Linked DNA regions of Hordeum vulgare: region 1 is linked to region 2. The links are chromatin contacts, called in public Hi-C maps. All regions are on one chromosome and are shown on one strand. The core of a region is the stretch at or near the end of the contact, and the rest is flanking DNA. Distances in the headings are between cores, read along the strand shown.

Region 1 (2,700 bases), core at 60-2,559, 210 kb after region 2:
GCCGCAGGCGAGAGCGATGTGGCGGGGCCCATCGGAGCTCGTTGCGGTGCGGGTATCTCCCGCGTCCTGTTCACGGTGATAAAAGAGGCCCGGCGGAGATTCACAGGATTCCGAGAGCCGCCCCTCCAGGCGATGACAGGTGGGTCCCGGGTCCGGCCCGGGCAGACGCTGGGGGGTGGTCCCTCCTCATCGTACTACCCCCTCTCCCGTTTGCCTCTGCCCCTCTTATCCAGAACTTCCAAAGCGGGGGCTCTGATGAGCCGGCGATGAAAAAAAGTGGCGACCAAGCATTTCAAAAATCAAAAGAAGCATTTTCCGCTACGCCTAATAAAAAAAAAAGGCTCACCAAGCGGTGGATGGGTCATGGATGGGCACTCCTCGCCGATCGACGGCGACCCACCGCTCCGACAGGGTGGTGTCACTCTCGCCGGGTTACCGGGCCATGTCCATTCCGGCGCCGCCATGAACCACTGGGCCAAGTACGACTACTACCAGTGCAGTACTCCTGTCTTCCGGATCGCATCGGCCGCCCACTTCGCTTTACAGCGGCAGGTTACCGGGCGCGCTGTGCACTTCAGCAGTTTTTTACGTTTTCCTACTCCGGCCCGTACCCAACATCACGCCATCAACCCACGCCCTTCTCCTTTTGCACTCCGTATACCGCACCCCGCCTTTAAAGCGCCCGCGACTTTAATGCGCTGTATTCGTACAAAAAATACGACAACTTAAATTCCCGAAGGCTAGGAAAAAAAAAAAGGTCTCGTCCTGACGAGTGATGCAATCCTCGTGACCGCATCGCAGAACCCCGCCCGCTTCTTTACTCCCCGCCAACACGCCCGGTTTAATGTCCTAAAAACCAACCACCGCAGAGAAAGAAAAAACCCCGCGAAAAAGCCAACCTCAGCTGAATTAGTTGCACCTGTAGCACGACGCTGGCCGGCTCACATTGCCACCTTGGCCGCCTTCAGTGTTTTGGGTGGCCATACGGAGAAAACTTGCTTTTCCCGCTACTCTGATTTGGTTGTGGAATCGGTTCAACTACCGTTTAACAATCCGTGCAGCAAATCGGAGCGCATTTCCTTCCGGAAAGGCACTTTAGAAATGGTGTGGAGACGACGTGGGACTTGAGCCAAGCCCACAGCCACAGGCTCTACTACTACAGTCTACAGTTCACACACACCGTCATGTCACAGCTCACTCCACTCACAAAAATGCACGGCCATAAAAATAAATACTTAATGAAGGAAAATAATTCGTTTCCCACAAATCTCGTCGCTGGCCTCTCTTTTATAAACCCAACGGAGAGAGAGGGTGAGCAGCATTTGCACCCCCACCCCACCCGAGCTGCAGCCCATCGACATTCCCCGCTCTCTACTTCTCCGTCCCACGACCCCCACCCCTGCCTTTCCCCTGATAAGCACACCACGCCCCACCTCCTTCGCCCGCCTCCTTTCATTTGCCGGCCGGCCTTGCCGCTCCGATTACACGGGCGAGTATTCTTCTTCAAGGTGGAGCAAATGGCGGTGGAGTGGTCCGACGGCGGCGAGGAGTTCCTGCTGCCCGACGAGTTCCTGGACGACGACTTCTTCTCCGAGGAGGAGAAGGCGGCGGTGGCCGCGCGGAGCGAGAGCGACGAGGAGGACAGCTTGGCCGGCCTTGCCCGCCGCCTCGCTAGCCTCCTCGCCGGCGATGGCCTCCCCGCCCCGACTGCCAAGGTTCGTTTCTTGCTTCTTTCGTCTTCTTGCTTGTGTGGCTCGTTATGCGTGCTTGCGCAAGTTCCTCACCGTTCGCTTCTTTGCTTGGCAGGAGGAGGTGGTTGCGGGGTCGCCCAAGTCGACGCTGTGCGGGCTGCCCAAGTCCGGCCAGGAGAGCCCCAACAGCGGCGCGTCTCAGGGGAACTCACCGCCGTCGTCCCCGCTGGAGCAGCAGCCGGCTGATCCGTGGGACGTTCTCTACGAGGCAGAAGGCCATGCCGCCCGCATGCGCGTGAACAGCCCCATCCCCGTGCCAGGCAACCCCTACGGCTTGCACGGCCGCGGTATGTTTGTGCCGCCAGCCAGGAAGGCTTCGCCTCCGCACGCGCCTGCACCAGCCGGCACGGCCGCCGGCGGCGTGTACTACCCCCCTTTCGCTCACCTCGTCACGCAGCGCCAGATACATGCTGCCAGGGTGAGTTTCAATTTGAATAAATTCTTGTTGCGCCTACCACCTGAAGCTTTTCTTTCCTGAACATTTGCGTTTGTGTTATGTCTGCAGTTTCATCTCCTTAAGCAGCAGCAGCTCTTCAAGCAGCAGAGGGACAGGCAGCTCGCCGCAGCCGCCGCCTGGAGCGTGCGCCGTAACGCGGAAGCCAAAAGAGCCGGTGCCGGTCCTATTGACCTGAGCCCGGCGTCGTTCCCGCCGCTGCTGAAAACGCACCTGCAGCACACGCCGGCGCCCCGTCCCACCCACCCCCCGGCCGCCGGCATGCGCGCTGTGTTCCTCACACCGCCAGGGGCCAAGCGCGAGCGCGCCGGCACCGGCGTCTTCCTCCCGCGCCCGGCCGGCTTCCCCGCAGAGCCAAAGAAAAAGCCAAGTGCGTCCCTCCCTCGTGCCTTTTGCTTGCCCGTTTTGGTTGTTGGTTCGTCGAGGTTGGTTGCTAAATATTCTTCTCGTTTGGTGCTTTTCGCGTCATTGCAGGCTGCTCGACGGTTCTTGTCC
Region 2 (2,700 bases), core at 112-2,611:
TCCTTCATCTCTCGCGAGTCCGTAGGGAGACCCGCAATGATGCGGGCAACGCGACGAGCCTGGATCTCCACCTCGATTTGTAGGCGTCGCTCCGGAGTGAGATGTGCGTAGGTGGTGATGAGCCGCCGAACCATCGTGACGGAGAGGGAACTGCGAGAGGAGGTGGACGAGCTTTGGTGGAGATGGAGAGAAGGAGGAGGCGAATGAGCTAGGGCTGGGGGCGCCGACCGACCCTGACCTTGGGCGACACAGGTGGTTCTAGGCCCTAGACAGCCATGGCCTTGCCTTGGGGCGTGGTTGATTTGTTCTTTGCTAATTGTAGCAAAAAAAATCAATGTGGATTATTGTTGTTGCACTGCTTGCCTGGAACATAGTGTGAACCTAGCTCCGCTAATGTCGGGAGTCGGAGCAACGTCACGCGGCGTTCACACCTCTGCTACTGTGATGCTGGTTTGAAATGTCCGTCTAGATCGTAATTTCGTGATCGGGTAGTGACCGGACGACCTCGCCGAACGTTTGAGGAAGGTTTAAGGGGTTCGATTGTAGATGATCTAAGGATGCTCCCATCGGAAGGTCTCTATTGAACAACAAGATGTTGCTAAACATCTAAATAGCTCAACTAAAAAACAAAACATCTAAAGAGCTACTACTTCACATGGGATGCAATCTTAGCAGCTATATGAAAGAGACGAGCGAGCAACTTCAATTAAATTCATCACGTTACATGTCTTCAATCAAGCATTGGAATGAAAGGAGTTCTCTCATTACTCATGCTCATCGTAGCTGTAATAATGTTAGTCATTTACCCGGAAAAAAAAAAGTAATAATGTTAGTCACGCCTTGGCTAATTTTGATAAGATGTACCGTCGAACTATTGTTTGGCTAGACTGTGGACCAGATGAGATCATGAAACTAGTAGAACGGGATTGTAACATCTAAACTATCAGTAATGCAAGAATTTATTCGAAAAAATAATAATTTGTTATATTCTTTTAGTTTTCACTCTAACCAAACGCACGAATGAAAAACCCCTCGACCAGACACACCCTGAAGCACACCAAAAAGCCATTCCTCGTGTTAAGACGTTCCAAGTTCCAAATTAGACGCCAACAGCCCGCCTAAAAATGGGTATAGCCATTGACCGTTCTCTCTCGCAGACCAGTCTGGCAAGAGTGCCCCCATGTCCATCTGGCCCCAGCCCGACCGGGTCGCTCACCGCAAAGGCCAGCGACGGCAGCCAACTCGGCGGCTCCGAGTCAATCCTGCGTTAAGACACGCGCCCATATCCCGGGCCCCACACACACCCAGGCTTTGGCGGATCCGGCAACCACCGCATGATTGATCGCCACCATCGCAGCGCAGCGCAGCGAACGACGTACGTACCCAAACGCCAGCCAGACCAAACCACACCACTCCGTCCGTCTCCCTCCCTGTACAATACAACTACACGCCTCCCACGACGCCGGCCCTCCTCCCAATCCCCGCCCTCACTCCAGCTTGCCTGGCCTCCTCGCGGAGCACCTAAAAAACGCGGCGGCTTCTGGAAAGGCGAGGCCCGTTTTAAAGGCGCCGCCCCGCCCCCGCCCCCGCCCCCGCCCCCATCCCACCGATTCTTCCGCTGCCCGTGCCGGTGCCCGTGCCCGCCGCCGCCGCCGCGCGCCCCCCTCCCCGTCCCCGCCTCTTTATAATCAACCGTCCAGTCCCCAGCCCAGCCAGCCCAATCGTTCCGCCACGGCCAGCCCGCGATTCCCATCCCGCCCCACCTCACCGCCCACCGCCCACCGCCACGCCACGCCACGCGCTCCCCGTGTTCCCGGGCTTTACCCGAGGGCCTCTCTTCCTGCTCTTCTTCTTCCTCCTCCTCCTCCTAACGGCGTCGTCCGAACGGACGGCGAGGAGGAGAACCCTTCGCCTGGCCTGGCCTGGCCTGAGTCTCGCCCGGCCTCTCTGGCGGTTGATGATGTCATGTGGCCCCTCTGCTTCATCTCGGACAGGCTGTTCAAGGTGCCGGGAGACGACGGCGGCGAGGGCCCGGGCGCGCCGCTGCCCCCCGACGGCCGGATTCCGCTAGCGCGCCGATCCTACTTCATCGATGTCAGTCCCTCCCCCTCTCATCTCTCTCTCTCTCTCCCTCTCTTTCTCTGTTTATGCTGCGCGGTTTCTGTACGCACGCACGCACGCGCGCGCGTACGAATTATCTTATCACTGCCCGCCTGCCTGCCTGCCTCTAGTGTTAGTGTACATGTAAGGAAAGGATTGCTGAATAACTGCGCGGCATTCGGTTCCATTGACATTTCAGTTGCTTTGCTGGTGGTGCTAGGTCCCGCATGTGCAGCAGGCCTTCACCTGGGACTGCGGCCTCGCTTGCGTGCTCATGGTGCTAAGGACCCTCGGCCTTGATTGCTGCCACGGCATTGCCGAACTCGAGAAGCTCTGCCGCACCACAAGGTTTCCATTTACCAGTTCAAAATTCGGTTCATTAAGAAACTAGCTGCGCCGTACTGCTTCAATTTTTGTTTGAGCCAGTGGTTGTGCTGCCTGGAGGAATGTTAATTTAGTAGTGCCGCATTACTTGAAGTTTTTTTTATCGACGTAGTAGTGTGTTCAAAGGGCTAAGCACAAAGCTAACACTAGTTGTTGGGTTGCTGTGGAATATGTTGTCTAAAAAGTGGGGCGCTCCGGGCAGCTAACTGTTAATAA

The links. Hi-C and Micro-C count contacts between places; a contact is called where the count stands out from the background.
Region 1: a contact with region 2 is called in a Hi-C map of seedling, with 2.3 times the contacts expected there. The contact joins the promoter of LOC123445708 here to the promoter of LOC123445699 in region 2. A contact is called at or near these places in 2 of 6 Hi-C or Micro-C datasets (seedling and an unstated tissue) and 1 of 1 datasets of contacts at active chromatin or transcription factors (embryo).

The regions. Positions count from the first base shown.
Region 1 is chr1H:465,525,643-465,528,342 of MorexV3_pseudomolecules_assembly, forward strand. LOC123445708 reads left to right here and starts at 1,310. Exons shown (of 5, transcript XM_045122737.1): 1 at 1,310-1,715; 2 at 1,807-2,169; 3 at 2,257-2,575; 4 at 2,680-2,700. The coding sequence starts at 1,518.
Region 2 is chr1H:465,318,138-465,320,837 of MorexV3_pseudomolecules_assembly, forward strand. It overlaps LOC123445699 (guanylyl cyclase 1), which reads left to right and starts at 1,362. Exons shown (of 9, transcript XM_045122726.1): 1 at 1,362-2,094; 2 at 2,321-2,448. The coding sequence starts at 1,966.